3 separate regions of the Mus musculus genome follow, and regions 1 and 3 are each linked to region 2. Evidence: chromatin contacts called from public Hi-C and HiChIP or PLAC-seq data. All regions are on one chromosome and are shown on one strand. The core of a region is the stretch at or near the end of the contact, and the rest is flanking DNA. Distances in the headings are between cores, read along the strand shown. Region 1 holds the start of Lsm10 (U7 snRNP-specific Sm-like protein LSM10). Region 2 overlaps Gm32611 (a long non-coding RNA gene). Region 3 has its middle 16 kb from the start of Gm40249.

Region 1 (4,913 bases), core at 1,193-3,692, 940 kb after region 2:
TTGGACATGAAGATATGCCACAGAGATACATAGAGAAAGGGCAGTGTGAGATGTGTGCCAGGCATGGGACAAAGTGGCAGAGCAGGCTACAGGCAGGCAGGCACTATGGCCAGGGAAACCTGGTGAGGTTCTGTCACCAAAGGTGACTCAGCTTAGCGGTCTACTCCCAGGAAGTTTGGGGTGGACAACACTGACCTAGATTCTGATGGAAATAGTTGTCTGTGGTTAGTTGTTGTTTTGTTTTGTTTTGTTTTTAAACTAAAACTTGGAATCCAAACTGGTTGAAATCACTAGTCCTTCCCCTGGGCCTGTGCAAGTGTCTAGTGGGTGACCTTTGGATTAGGACCAAACTTAAAACAAGAAAACTCTGGAATGTTCTAAGCAAATGTCCTGTGATGATCTGTGAAGTTTGATTACCCTGTACATATCACAAATCATCTCACTTCTTTTTTTCCCCAGTTGCCTTCCCTACAGGGCAAGCCATCCTGTGTGGAGAAGGCAGGTTTGATAGTGGGGGAGGGGATCTGTCTTATATTTGGGAACCCCATGAATAAGCTTTATCCTCCTCTCAAAACTCATTAAGTTGGGCAGTAGTGGTACATGCCTTTAATCCCATCACTTGGGAGGCAGAGGCAGGTGGATTTCTGAGTTTGAGGCCAGCCTGGTCTACAGAGTGAGTTCCAGGACAGCCAAGGCTACACAGAGAAACCTTGTCTTGAAAAACCAAAAACCAACCAACCAAACAAACAAACAAAAAACTCATTATTTTGGTGGTTGGCTTAACGAACAGTGAGCAAAGCAGGCTTTAGTAACAATCTGACCAGATAGAAGTATGACCTATGCACAGCGTCTCAGTATTTGGAAGGCAGAAGGCAGAGGATCAGGCTCAAGGTCCTTCAGGGCATAGTGAATTCAAAACAGAATGGGCTACAGGAGACCCAACTACAAAACAAAAATCAAACATAAGCATTTTAAAAAGTGTTACGCCGGGCATGGCACGCCTTTAATCCCAGCACTCGGGAGGCAGAGGCAGGTGGATTTCTGAGACAGGGTTTCTCTGTATAGCCCTGGCTGTCCTGGAACTCACTTTGTAGACCAGGCTGGCCTCGAACTCAGAAATCCACCTGCCTCTGCCTCCCAAGTGCTGGGATTAAAGGCGTGGGCCACCATGCACTGCTTGATTTTTTTTGTTTGTTTGTTTGTTTCTTTTGGTTTTGGTTTTTCGAGACAGGGTTTCTCTGTGTAGTCCTGACTGTCCTGGAACTCACTCTGTAGACCAGGCTGGCCTTGAACTCAGAAATCTGCCTGTCACTGCCTCCCACGTGCTGGGGTTAAAGGCATGTGCCACCACTGCCCGGCTCGATTTTATTTATTTATTTATTTATTTATTTATTTTTGTTTTTTTGAGGCAGAGTTTCTCTGTGTAGCCCTGGCTGTCCTGGAACTCACTGTGTAGAACAGGCTGGCCTCAAACTCAGAAATCCGCCTGCCTCTGCCTCCCGAGTGCTGGGATTAAAGGCGTGGGCCACCATGCCCTGCTCAATTTTATTTTTAATTGTTAATTAGTTACAAGCAGTTGTGAGCTGGGAACCAAATGTAGGTCTTCTGCAATAGTATGCGGACTTAATTGCTAAAGTTTAGCAGTTAAATCTTCTCTCCATAGCCCTGTGTTTTCCTCTTTGAGACAAGGTAGCTATGTAGGCCTTGCTGTCCTTGAACTCTCTCCATAGACCAGGCTGTCCTCCAACTGAGATCCACCTGCCTCTGTCTCTGGAGTTGCTGGAATTAAGGAGTTTGCCACCACGTTTGGGCCACATTTCCGTAATTTTTTTTTTTTTTTAAAGATTTATTTATTTATTACATGTAAGTACACTGTAGCTGTCTTCAGACACACCAGAAGAGGGCGTCAGATCTCGTTACAGATGGTTGTGAGCCACCATGTGGTTGCTGGGATTTGAACTCTGGACCTTCCGAAGAGCAGTCGGGTGCTCTTACCCACTGAGCCATCTAACCAGCCCCTCATTTCCGTAATTTTAATCAGATGAAGGAATTAAGGAGTTTGCCACCACGTTTGGGCCACATTTCCGTAATTTTAATCAGATGAAGGACGTTGTGTTTTTCTTTCTTTCTTTCTTTCTTTCTTTCTTTCTTTCTTTCTTTCTTTCTTTCTTTCTTTCTTTCTTTCTTTCTTTCTTTATTTATTTATTTATTTATTTAACAGAAGCTCTCTCCCACTTAACGCCATGAGCTCAGCAGGACATTAGGGAGACACAGCTCCAAGCCGGAGCCTACAAAGGTGGGAAACTAGACAGAGAAGAGAATTGGGCGTGTGGCGCGCGGCCTCCTGGGACTTGTAGTCCGCATCCTGCGAGGCGCATGCTCTGATGCTCTGGGTCTTCCGCGGTTGCCATGGCTTCTCTGAGCCTCGGTGGGTGGTGCCCCTAGACACGGGCGGGTTTTGGAGGCGTAGCGCGCGGAAGGCGGAAGGCATCACGCGGTGGGTAGGGCAGTCGAGAGTGGGGACTAGGGCGCGCTGGGACCCGTCCTCTTCCCCTGGCGCACTGGCTGCGGACTTTTCTTCCCAAACCCCTTACGCGCGGTGAGGAGAGGGGCGCACTCGGCACCCGGCTTTCCCGGGTGGGACTAATGAGCTTGACCGCTAGTGGCAAATCCCAGGCCTCCGGTCCTGGAAGCAGCAGAGTCTGGGCCTGCCTGAAGGTCTCAAAGACTATCCTTTTGGATTTTGTTTTAAGACAGAGTGTAGTTCTGTATGCCAGACTGGTCTGTAACTCGGAGATCCACCTGCCTCGGCCTCCTGAGTGCTGGGTTTAAATGCATGCATCTTGGCTAGGTTTGGCTTGTTTTGTCTTGAAACATTCCACTATCCAGGTTGACTTGGAGCTCACGATGTAGTTTAGGCCGGTTTGGCATTTGAGGTGCTCCTACTGCTTCAGACTTTAAAGTGATGGTATTATAAGTGTGCGCCATCATGCTTGGCTAGATTACATAGTAACAAGCGCCTGGCAGAAGGACATACATAAACTACAATTTGCAGTAGTCGTTCTCAAACTGACTGGCACATTAAAATTCTGGGGGGCTTTTTGTTTAAAAAAAAAGTATAAACTGAGCATAGTGGCACACACCTTTAATCCCAACACTGGAGAGGCAGAGGCAGGAGGATCTCGATGAGTTTAAGGCCAGCCTGGTCTACATAGAGAGTTCAGGACAGCCAGGGCTACATAGAGAAACCCTGTCTCAAAATAATGTAAAAATAGGATACCTTGCAGGATGTGGTAACACACATCCTGAATCCCCAGCACTTGTGAGGAAGAGACAGGTGGATCTCTGTGAGTTCCAGGCCACACTTGTTTACATTTTAAGTTCCAGGCTACTCAGGAAGATATAGGAAGACCCTGTCTTTAAAAACAACAACAACAAAACAATCTGGGCCTGTCCTCTCCAGGCAAATGAATCTAGATCTCTGGGATGTGTGGGACGTGAAAGCCAGGCAAAGGTTTCCCCGGGTGTATCCAGTGCAGGGAGGCATCTGGACCACTAGTGTGGAGTTTCAGGGCTTGGTAAAGGTGAGTGACTCTATCTGTGTGCTCCTGCCCACAGTGAGCAGCCAGCCAATGTGGAACAATGGCACTGAGCCACTCGGTGAAGGAGCGAACTATTTCTGAGAACAGCCTGATCATCCTGTTGCAGGGCCTCCAAGGCCAAATAACCACTGTGGACCTTCGGGATGAGAGTGTGGCCCGAGGACGCATTGACAACGTGGATGCTTTCATGAATATCCGCCTGGCCAATGTCACCTATACCGACCGCTGGGGACATCAGGTTGAGTTGGATGACCTTTTTGTGACCGGTCGTAACGTCCGATACGTCCATATCCCAGATGGTGTGGACATCACTGCTACTATTGAGCAGCAGCTGCAGATCATCCACCGTGTGCGCAACTTTGGTGGCAAGGGTCAAGGTCGTCGAGAGTTCCCCTCCAAAAGGCCATGAGACTGTGTCCTCGTTAAAGTTCCAGCACCACCTCAGGGACCTCCGGTGTTCTGAGCCAACTCCCGGCCATCCTTCCCCACCAGTAACAGACATGTCACAGCGGCCTTTCGTAGGGTTCCAGTTTTCAGACACACCCTGGGACCCAGAATTCCTTCTGCTGGTGGCCTTGGGGTAGGTGACAATCCCTCTTTTGGATCATTTGTATCTCAAATCTCCATTCACTGATTGGACCCCGTCCATCAAGGAGTCGTCAACTCTGGCTGTGAGGAGTACTGCGAGTGTTTGGAGTGAATCACCTCTAACGTCCCGTTTCTTTTTGGCATTTGTTTCTTTTTCTCATAAAACCAAACTTGGATACACACACGTCTGTGCCTGATGCCCTGCCTGGTATATACTGGGCTTTTGGCTCCTGTGTAGGAGCAGAGTGCAGGTCTCAAGTTGCGGGGGTTACACCAGGATTTACTTGGTCTAGAATGTGGCCCTGTTTCCCAGATTATCATGAGGAAATCTAATGGAAAGTGGTCTTTCCGTTGAGAGTCCTTGAGACTCTCTTCTTACTACTGTGTACTAAAGCTAAGAGTCTGGAGACCCCCGTCCCTTCCCTCAGGCTGGAGAGTTCAGCTAACAGGATATCAATCTCAGCCAGCCCTCGTGCTTCACATGGATAATCCTGGCTTCCAGGAGGCACAGGTACAGGGATCAGCCTCTGCTACGGGTGAAACCCTTCGTCAAAAAACCAAAACAGAGCAGTTGCAGTGGTGCACACAGTAGGATTTACTGAAGGAGGCGGAGGCAGGAGGATCATGAGTTTGAGGCCAGTCTGCGTTACGTGCTTTAGTCAAACGGTGGTGGAGAACATCTCTGATCTCTGCGCTCAGGAGGCAGAGGCAAGTGGGATCTAT
Region 2 (4,817 bases), core at 1,769-4,268:
GGGAGCCCATGAGACACCAAAGTACAGACACCATCAAAGTCCAACTTGGTGCACCAATAAACTTTATTGGGGTTACTTACAGGAATGTGGGTGAGAGGTTACTCACAGGAACAGAAATAACGAAAAGACAGCTGATTCACCAAAGCTCAGCCCAGTGTGGGTGACAGCTAACAAAGCTGGGGACCCAGAGCACACTGCACAGCCTACAGGCAGCTCGGTAGGTTAGACAGTTTCCTTTCCAGGTGGATCAGTTGATACATGCCTCTTCCAGGCAGCTGGTCTGGTCTGTCCTTTGTTACAGCTTGGCTTGTGTGTGAGTGGGAATCTATAGTTTCTTACTCAGGCTGGGAGGGAGGGGCCTAGTGAATCTGATAAGTTTCAGGGTCTTCCTGAAGCTATTTTGAGTTGTGTACCTTCTGGCTTAAGGAGCTTCCCTGCAGGTAGGAATGTTTCAGTCTCGGGTGGAAATTGTTCTACAACACTGGGCATTGTGCCTTTGCCCTTTTGGAGCTGTGGGCTGCAGGCCTGGGTCTGAATGAAAGAAATACTTACAGATCGCCCCTGGAGTGCCTCTGCTCCATAGCTGGCACAGTAGCTGGAGAGACAGAGGCCTGCTCTAAGGAGGAACTGTCCAAGCATAGTTAGAGCAACTTTCTGTGGTAGAGCTTGCTTCTTGCACTCCAGACTTGAATGACTGGTGAGGCTGACACACCAGGCATGGGGCAAAAAGCTGACTCACCCCAAGAAGAAATCTTACCTCTTCTAAGCCCTTTGCCCTACTAGGGTGAGCTCAGACAGAAGGGACCTGAACAGTGTGGCCATATCACACGTGGTGACTCTCTCATCTGCTGTGAATGGTAAAGAGGGCCTTGTTTCAGGTAGGCTGGAGCTTAGACCTCAGGGGTTCTTCAGGGTCTGAGTCTAAGGTGGGACAAATGAATAAGGGGAGTCGGGTGGGGGCAGGGTCCCTGGAGATAGCATTGTCTGCTCCTGGGTGATGTGAATGGGAGAAGGCACTGGTCATAGGCCAGGTGCTACTTTACAGTGTACCACACGGGTTAATTCATTTAAGCGCTCAAACACTGTGGAAGCAAGAACGTTAGCACCACACCATAAGGGGGAAGGAAGGATATAGGTGCCCGAGTGGTTGGCATGGATCGTCCGTGGTAAAGGCTACTCCCCAACAGATGGCCTTGAGTGTCTGCACCATTGCAGGATCGTTGAGTCTCCCTGGCAGTTTCCCTAGCCTGGATGTCCTTGAGGACAGTGATGGACCTGTCTCGGCCTTCTGTCCCCAGAAACTGATGCAGGCCCAGTGCCAGGAAGTTGATTAGAGACTGGAGGGAAGGGAGATGGGGAGAGGGGAAGGGAAGCTGATGGAGCGAGGCTTTCTCCGGCATCCAGGGGGCGGGGCTTACGCAGACCTCCACCAGCATCCAGGGCTTCCTGCCCCGTGCCTGTACCCACCCCAGCCTTCTGGGATCCCATCTGTACCGGTCACCCATGGGTGCTCCCCTGTCTCCTGAAGCTCAGCCGTCCCCTTGTCCAAATCCATTTTTCCACCAGACAAACGAGGTCTGGGCCCGCCTTCCCATTCCATCCGACAGGCTGGCTGTCAGCTGCCGTGGCAGCTGCTCTTGTCAGAAAAATTAAGAAGGAAGCAAGAGACGACACAGCCCCTGAGCTGCCAGCCGGGCAGAGACTCCAGGCCGATTTCTGCTGGGAAGGGATTGGGGAGCCAGCCTGGGCCAGTGGGGACATAGATCTCCAATGGTTCTCCTCCCCTAAGAAGGAAGGGTGGTTAAAAGTATGGTTTCCTGAGCCAACCCTCGGGTTGAGTCTCAGCTCTGAGTTGACCCCGCTGTGTGTTTCTTTGGGTCTCACTGAACCTCTCTGGGCCTTGGTTTTCTAGATTCTAAAACAAAATAAGGATAATTAGGTACAAATGAAGGGATTTATTACTAGTGAAATGCTCGGAACAAAATGTGTACCTGGCATCTAGCGTGATGAGTGCCCCTGGCAGTTTACGGAGGATCCCCTTGCCCCAGGGCTTGAGTATGAGCGAGAAGCTCTGCCTTGGCTCACACAGAGCCAGAGTGGTAGGGAGCCACTGGAGAAGGCTTCCTGTATTCTACAGGCCCCTGCGGACCCCAGGCCTGTTCCCTTTGCCCTGGGGACTTCCAGTGTGACAGGGGAGACTTAGTATAGGGACTGGGTACATCAGGAAGGGAAGGCATGAGGAGGATGGTGGCTGGTGGAGAGGACTTTCTGGAAGGCTGGGGAGACCACAATTGGCTGAAGGGTGCAGAGGTGTGAAGTCCCCCCTACCTTTGTTTAAAAAGGGTGTGTTTGTTTGTTTGTTTTTGTTATTTTGTTTTGTTTTGTTTTTTTGACAGGCTTTCTCTGTATAGCCTGGCTAGAACTCACTCTATAGACCAGGCTGGCCTTGAACACCGAGATCCACCTGCCTCTGCTTCCCAAGTGCTGGGATTAAAGGCATGCACCACCACTGCCCAGCTTAAGTTTTGTTTTGCAAGGCAGGATCTCACTCTATAGCCTTGGCTGTCTTGGAACTCATTATGTAGAACAGGCTGGCCTCAAATTCACAGAGGTCTGCCTGCCCCTGCTCCTGAGTAGGCCACTAGGCTGGGCCTAGACCTTTGTTTTGAAGACAGTTTTTTTTTTTTTAGGTGACTTGGAACTCACTATGAAGTCCTTGTTGGCCCCTTAACTCCTGGATTCTCTGTTCCTCTCCTAAGTGCTGGGGTTACAGGCAGGAGCTCTAGTGCCCAGCTGGTCTCTTCAAAAAAAAAAAAAACCAAAAAACAAAAAACATCTCCCTATGTTACCCAAGTTGGCCTCACAATTCCTGGGCTCAAGTAATCCTCCTGTCTCAGCTCCTGAGTAGCTGGGCATGCCACCAAAGCCCTACTAAGGCCTTCCCTAAGGGACTGTAGCACCCAGCTTGCAGGTCACGCAGCAGCTGAGCGCTGCAGGCTCCGTCCAGAAGGGGGCAGCCGCGGCGCGTGGATGTGTGTCAGCTTTGCTGAGCTCCTACCTAGGGAAGAGTCTAGGCAGGAGAGCTCAGACGCCGGTGTTCAGGTTTTCAGACTGGAGCGCCACCGTCACATCTCAGGAACAGTCCCGCTAGAGCGCAAGGACGCCCACAAGAGCAGGGGCCTTTAGTCATTCTCAGTCCTGGGACCATGTTAAAATCACTCCCGCAGTGCTAAAAATCTCCAGAGCCTGTGCCTTCCTCAGATTGCTGTCAATTAGTCTCTGGGGGCGGGGCCCAGGAACCGCAATTACAAAAAAATCTCCTCTGACATACTTAGCAGATCTGGTCGCCAGGATCTGAGATTGAATAAACACAGTCCTGGCTACCTTTTTCTTCCTGAGAGGGAAGTCCCGGATGGGGGGGACAGTCCTGGGAGTTCCTTTGGTTAGGGTTGGTTTCAAGGGTGAGAGGTGACAAAATTGACAGTGGACAAAGGTGCTTGCTCCCACCCTCGGAGGGGGAAGTTCTCAGAGGGCAGGTAGGTAGAATACATGCGTTCTTGAGCATGTGTGCACAGGCATGCTTTGAGAGTTCAGGGTGACTACGTGCCTGCACACACATTTCTCTGGCCAGTACAGGTGCTACATATGCATGCTGGTATAGGAGAGTTATTCATACTCAAGAGCTGCTAAACAACTCCTGTACAAATACGGGTGTGTGCGCACGTGCGCGCGTGCACACACACACACACACACACACACACACACAGAGAGAGAGAGAGAGAGAGAGAGAGAGCTGTGCTTTTTCCCTGGCTCACACGACCCACAGTGTGTGGCTACCTCAGGGGTGGAAACCTGCATGCCCCGTTTCCATGGGTCTTTTCAAGCCTCTGCAGGCGTGAAGCTTTGCTGTTTGAAGGTCTTTTTCCTTTCTTCTCCCGACCAGCCTGATCGATACGCCTCCCTGGTGCAGCCTCCCCACAGACCACACACACAGACTGGATCTGTGCGGACAGAGTCAAGTGTGGGCTTAGAAAAACCCACAACCCTTGGGGCCGGATTCTTTCAGCCAGGCTCCAGGTTGGCAGCTGGCCTTGCTAGTAGCAACCTCCTCATAGCGGATGCAGCTGGCACTGGGCACTGGATACCCACCCAGCAGGTCAGGCCCACCATGTTGAAAAGGATATGGGAGGTCCTAACGCTGGATGGGGACAGAGAACTCCTGGACAGACCAGTTCTGTTGGTGAAAATGGTGTGTGTGCTTACTGGTTGGTTGTTTTATTTGATTCTCTTTGAGACGAGAGTTCAGACCCGATGAAGAGTGAGCCATCTTTATTGTCACCGTGGTGGGAAGTGGAATCACATAGGAGACACACTTTTGGGTGTGTCTGGAAGGGTGTTCACTGAGCAGGGAAGGTCCTCCCTGAATGTGTGTGTGTGTGTGTGTAGTTGGGCTGGAGACATGGCCCATTGGTTAAGAAAGCACACTGTTCTTGTAGACAACCTGGGTTTCTTTTCTAGCACCCACACGGAACAGCCCATAACAGCCTGTACTCCTAGCTTCGGGGAGCCCACTACCATTTTTTTTTTTTTCTGGCCCATGAGACCATATGCACATGGTCCAGCCATCACACGGTCACATAGTTACAGAGAAGGCAATCTGGGCCGCACAAATCTCTTTGCATCATGATTTTGAATATCATGTGACCAGCCACTTCATGGCCTAGCCACCATAATGGGACATGACCCCTTACAGTATGCAAGGATAACCCCTGCGTCCTGTAAGTTGCTGCTGGTGAGGTGTGTTAGTCTAGCAAGGA
Region 3 (4,924 bases), core at 1,684-4,183, 690 kb after region 2:
AAAACAGAGCGTGTGTGTCGCATGCTCCCTCGCTCTGTGGTTTTGCACTCTGAACGCAGGAGATGTAGGGGCTGGAAGCTCAGACAAAGGAGACCAAAGGCCTTTCCAGGGATTTGCAGAAAGCAATCACAGATAAGGTTCTTTCATGGGGCAGTTAAAGCTGCAGGGGGGGGGGAGGTGGAGGCGGAGGAAGGTGGCTTAACATCTTGAATGGTCGACCAGAGGTCTCAGGGGGCTCAGACATGGCTCAAAGAAGCCAAAATTAAATTGCTCAAAGGAGTGAAGAGTAAAAGTAAAATTAAGCTTAATTATTAGCAGTTAAGGGCTAATGAGGGTGCCTGATTTACCTAAGCAGTGGGCTATTTCTACATCTTGCTCCAAATTAGCCTTCACTTTTTATATGCAGTTATTAAATTGGTTACTATACTACTATTTAATAAATCCTGCTACACACACACACACACACACACACACACACACACACACACACACATATATATATATATATATATATATAGAGAGAGAGAGAGAGAGAGAGAGAGGTTCCTGTTTGTTGTGATGCATAGACGTTATTAAATGTTTCTAATTACCCAGACACTCCAGCCCACCTAGTGGCAGCTAACGAAACTGCATGCATAACCGCCTGGCAAACCCCAACTGCTTCTAATGCTGGCAAGGTAGGCCGGCTGATTAAAGGGGAGGGCTGAGTCCCATGTTGGGGGAACATGAGGTCCCCATCAAGATGACTACTTGCAGGAATTCTGGGGTGTTCTTGGAGGTCATGGAGGTCTAGGTGACTATGCTGGGGTTAGAGGCTAAGAAGCCACTCAAGTTCAGAATGAGACCCTGGTTACATGTGGGAAGGAAGAGGGCGATGGTGAGAGCCCAGGCTGGGAATCACATCTCCCGGAAGTCAGCAGAGAAGCTAGATGGCCGTGGGCAGGTGGGGGTGGAGTTTCAGAGGGTCTGAAAGTGACCGGAAATGCAGAAAAATGGCCAATGAGAGGAGGAAGGCGGAGGAAAGCCAGCACCTAATGACTTCAGCTAGCCCAATCACGTGCCTCCTTGGCATGGATGGGGTGGGGGGGAGGTGGGGGGAGGACCCAAGTGAAACAGGAAATAGCATACCTGTCTCAGTGGATCCTCTCCCCTCACAGTACCCACTCCAGCACCTTCCCTCATCCAGCTGTAATCTAAACCGGTCCCAGCCAGAGTTCTCTGGAGTGCAAAGCTCTGGAATCCCTGGAAATCACATTCTCTGTGGATGCTACCAAGAGCTCGAAGCCCCATCTTCCATGTGGTTGCTTGCTTGAACCTCAACGACATTCCCTCTCTTGACCTGATCCCTGAGCTGACAATTTCACCGGAGGCCCAGCAGTGTGGAATATCAGAAGTTGAGGTCGTAGTTACCAGCCTTAGAAGTGGCTCAAATTGGGAGGGTGGAACAGGGCTTTTGGCTACTTTATTGGGTTCTCTTTTTCTACCTCACCCTCTCCACCCTTCCAACCCCACAACACTTGGTAGGAAAGAAAGAAGGTTAGAGGGGGAAGGGGGCATCAATTTCATTAGACTACTTCCTGCCAATTAGAGGATGTCAACTTTCTTGGGACAAGTTTGATCTTTGTCTTAAGGATATCTCCAACCAGCAAATAGCAGCGGCCACAGCCTTTTTTATACTCTCTCAAGAATCCCCAGAATTCCAAATGTAAGCTGTCTTCAGCTGGTAAAATCATGCCCCTGCTAGAGCATGAGACAAATCATCGTCAGCTGCTGTGGACAAACTGAAGCAGCCCCATGTTCCACACCTGGGATTAGGACAGAAACATACTCACATAAGATAACTGGGTTTTTAAAGGACTCAAAATTCTCGCTGCAGGAGGGCACTACCCAGGAGTCTTATACCCCACACACTGTCTCTCAGGAAGACCTCCCTGACTCCTGGAGACCCCATGAACCACCTCCAAAACAGCAGCATGTGTCTGGGCCGAAGCCAGTGAGCTGAGAAATAAGCATCCTACTCCAGCCTCCCAGCACATTTTGTCTTTAAGTGCCTCAGAATCCCTGTCCAAGGGCCTGACCCAGAGAGCTAGACCAATGTGACCATGTTTGGTGGCCGCCTTGAGTCGTAACCCTATCAACGTGTTTGCCATCTTCAGGTTAGGACTCCTCAGGGTCTGTCAGCCTTTCCACTGACTTCTTGAGCAGCCTTTACTCAAGCACTGAGACCCCAGTCCAGAACTGGATTTTCTCCCTCAAACCTGTGGCATGTAGGGGAGAGAGAACAGCAGGCCCCCCGTGAGGCCTGAGGTCCCAGAAGAATAGCAGTCTCTGAGGACCATGGCTCTGGACACATATACAGTAGTCTTTGGGTGAGAAAACTGACTGTGCCCTGCTTATGGGGCCCTGTGCCCCGTGGGTGGGCAAGCAGGACAGTCCATAGCCAGAATGAACCAATCTCTGTTTCAACCTCATTTGCTCCACCCCATACCTTCTCTCCAACCCCAAGGCAGCCTCAGGGCAGTCTCAAGCGGACAGTCTCCACCACTGCAAGGACCACTGCTAGGACACAGGCCGGAGAGACTCCAATTTGCATTCTGAACCTGTCACTTCAAAACCATGTGATCTGGGACAGGTGATTTCCCTGCCTCGAGTCACCCTGTGCACTTAGCACAGGAGTTGGTAGAGAGGAAACAGCCAAACATGGGAGAGAAGTGGGTGGGGAGACTCCCGAGGAGAGAGGCCGGAGGCAAGAGATCAGTGAAGCCCTGCAGACTGCAGCGGAGGGAGCTTGCCAAGGAGGAGTCGACAAGAAGGTTCCAGAAGATGGCAGACTGGAGGGTGAGTCAGTTTTCACTGCTGTGAATTATTCACAGCACAGCCAGGGTGACATTTGCTTCCTCCAAGCCACTCCTCCTCCTCCCAGTTGCCTGGGAAACAGCCCCCTCCTCATAGAGACTGTGGACCTGGGCAGGAGGGCCAGAGGGGAGAGAATCATAGACCCAGAGAAGAGTCATCTCTGTGAGTCCCAGGCTGGTCAGAAGGCAGGGACACCTAGTACACAGGAGACTGGGATCCAGGGACACCCCCATCGCATCCCCTAGAGATGCTACAGAAATTCTCAGTACAGGAACAGAAGGTGAAGGTGCTGACTCCAGAGCTCACAGATGACAGGGGCATGGGTGGGCAGGTCTGGGACCTGAGGGGACTCAGCTCTCTTTTTGCCTCTAGTGTCTGGCTTCCTCCTGGACAACACTCTCCCTCTCTCCCAAGTTTCCAAGAGCCACGGAGAACAAGTCCTCTTTAAGCTTGCATTGGACCACTGCTCAATCCTTCTTAGCCCATCTCACATCACCCGGAATCACCCTTGGCTTTTTATTAGCCAATGCCAGCCTCCTGCCAGTGGAGGTCACGTGGTCCTCAGGGTCACCCCTTTCCAGCTGCCTACCCCATGGCCTCAAGGCCCTGCCTGTCATCCAAGTTCTGGTTTCTTATCTCACATTCTCAAATACCCCAAGCATCTTCTCATGCTTACGCTGGTCAGTTCTCCCTTGCTATGACAAAGTACCCGAGCTAAATAACTTTTAAAGTGAAAAGGTTTGGGTTTTGCTCTCCGTTTAGAAGTTTTTAGTCAATGGTCACTTGACCCCACCATTTGGGACCTAACTGGGAGGAGTAGTTAGGAGTGACTGAGTGGTGCTTATCCCACAGCAGCCAAGAAGCAAGGACACAGAGGCAAAGAGGAATGGGCCAGGGTCTGTCTGTCTGTCTGTCTGTCTCTCTCCCCATTTGTTTCTTTCCTCCTTTCCTTCCTTCCTTTTTTCTAGATCAACAGATAAGTGGATAATGAAAACTTGAGACTATATATTCACATATATTATCAAACGGATACATATTTGAATGCATCATATATATTTGTATAAGTGTATAATAGAACTAGTTAGCTCTACGTAAAAATGGAATGAAAAATTGGCAGGAAAATGTATGAACTTGAGATGTATAATATTCAGCGAGGTCACACAATCTCACAAAGAAAAGCACGGCATGTTCTCTCTCATATGTGGGATTGGGCCAATCATACATGTACCTATGTAAACAAACATACACACAGGTTCAGTATAACATGCAGAAAAGACAACAAAGAAGGCTGAATGTTAGGGGATGAGGAAGGTCCGAATGCAGACAGGGGAGAGGACTAGAAAGAGGATGTAAAGGCCACTGTTTTTCCAGTGCTAGTTCTGTCTTGTTGGTTTGGGTGGTAGATAAGTGCATAAAATAGATTCGAAACTGAAGGTGTAAAGTTTGATGCAAAGCCGCTCAGATGCCAGTTCTGACTGTATAGAAGTTCACTGACTGACACAGACTTTGGGTCTGCTTAACTTTGCCAGGTGATATCTTTATTTGCAAGGTTTTTTTTTTTAAGTTTATAAAATCAATTTTAAAGAGACAGTCATCTTAAAAATCACACGGTCCCCTTTAAGGCCACACATCAATGTCCTAATTTAATGTTGTGCCACATCCCAGTGGCACCAGGTGGGGACCACATCTGCAGCACCTGGGTCTGCCAGGGACATGCTAGATCCAAACCACAACTCTGCCCCAATCCTTCCAGGGCTCCAAGGGCCCTAGCATTCCCAGTGACTTCCCAAGGCCGAAGACATTCATCTCTACCATACATGGTAGAAAATACAAAATCTGGAAACCAAAGGATCCTGGGTCTAGGTGGAACTGAGAGCTTTATGGCATCCTGACAGAAAATCTTTACGCTTAAGTGCATCCAAAAACACTCTAGTTCCCAGCCATAGAATCTTGTGTTCATGATCTAATCTCTCTGGACCTTGGTTTTCCCTTCTGTAAAATAGGCAGAGCCCATCCTCATAGGGCTATATAAAATAAAAAGTAGAGGAGATACCTAAAAGGTATCGTT

Evidence for each region. Hi-C and Micro-C count contacts between places; a contact is called where the count stands out from the background. HiChIP or PLAC-seq counts read pairs in DNA pulled down with a chosen protein or histone mark.
Region 1: a contact with region 2 is called in an H3K4me3 HiChIP or PLAC-seq map of bone marrow-derived macrophages, with 4 times the contacts expected there. The contact joins the promoter of Lsm10 here to the enhancer-like site in region 2. A contact is called at or near these places in 1 of 39 promoter capture datasets (hippocampal neurons), 3 of 115 datasets of contacts at active chromatin or transcription factors (bone marrow-derived macrophages, embryonic forebrain and neural tube) and 1 of 9 other capture datasets (embryonic stem cells).
Region 3: a contact with region 2 is called in a Hi-C map of cerebral cortex, with 6 times the contacts expected there. The contact joins two enhancer-like sites. A contact is called at or near these places in 1 of 15 datasets of contacts at CTCF or cohesin (stem cell-derived epiblast-like cells), 11 of 484 Hi-C or Micro-C datasets (cerebellar granule neurons, cerebellum, cerebral cortex and 6 more) and 3 of 115 datasets of contacts at active chromatin or transcription factors (acute myeloid leukemia, embryonic basal ganglia and embryonic forebrain).

Annotation. Positions count from the first base shown.
Region 1 is chr4:126,094,211-126,099,123 of GRCm38.p6, forward strand. It overlaps Lsm10 (U7 snRNP-specific Sm-like protein LSM10), which reads left to right and starts at 2,443. Exons shown (of 2, transcript NM_138721.2): 1 at 2,443-2,599; 2 at 3,619-4,374. The coding sequence starts at 3,643. The coding sequence ends at 4,011.
Region 2 is chr4:125,157,498-125,162,314 of GRCm38.p6, forward strand. All of the region lies in intron 2 of Gm32611 (a long non-coding RNA gene), which reads left to right. All of the region lies in intron 2 of Gm40245 (a long non-coding RNA gene), which reads left to right. Among named protein-coding and RNA genes, the nearest start is that of Gm40245, 9.9 kb to the left of the region's middle. Within about 2 kb of position 3,019, at least 20 of the 459 cell types and tissues checked have an H3K27ac peak or open chromatin away from gene starts, as enhancers often do. A contact at or near this core is called in bone marrow-derived macrophages, cerebral cortex and hippocampal neurons, where this site is marked.
Region 3 is chr4:125,849,863-125,854,786 of GRCm38.p6, forward strand. No RefSeq gene overlaps it. Among named protein-coding and RNA genes, the nearest start is that of Gm40249, 16 kb to the left of the region's middle. Within about 2 kb of position 2,934, at least 6 of the 459 cell types and tissues checked have an H3K27ac peak or open chromatin away from gene starts, as enhancers often do. A contact at or near this core is called in cerebral cortex, where this site is marked.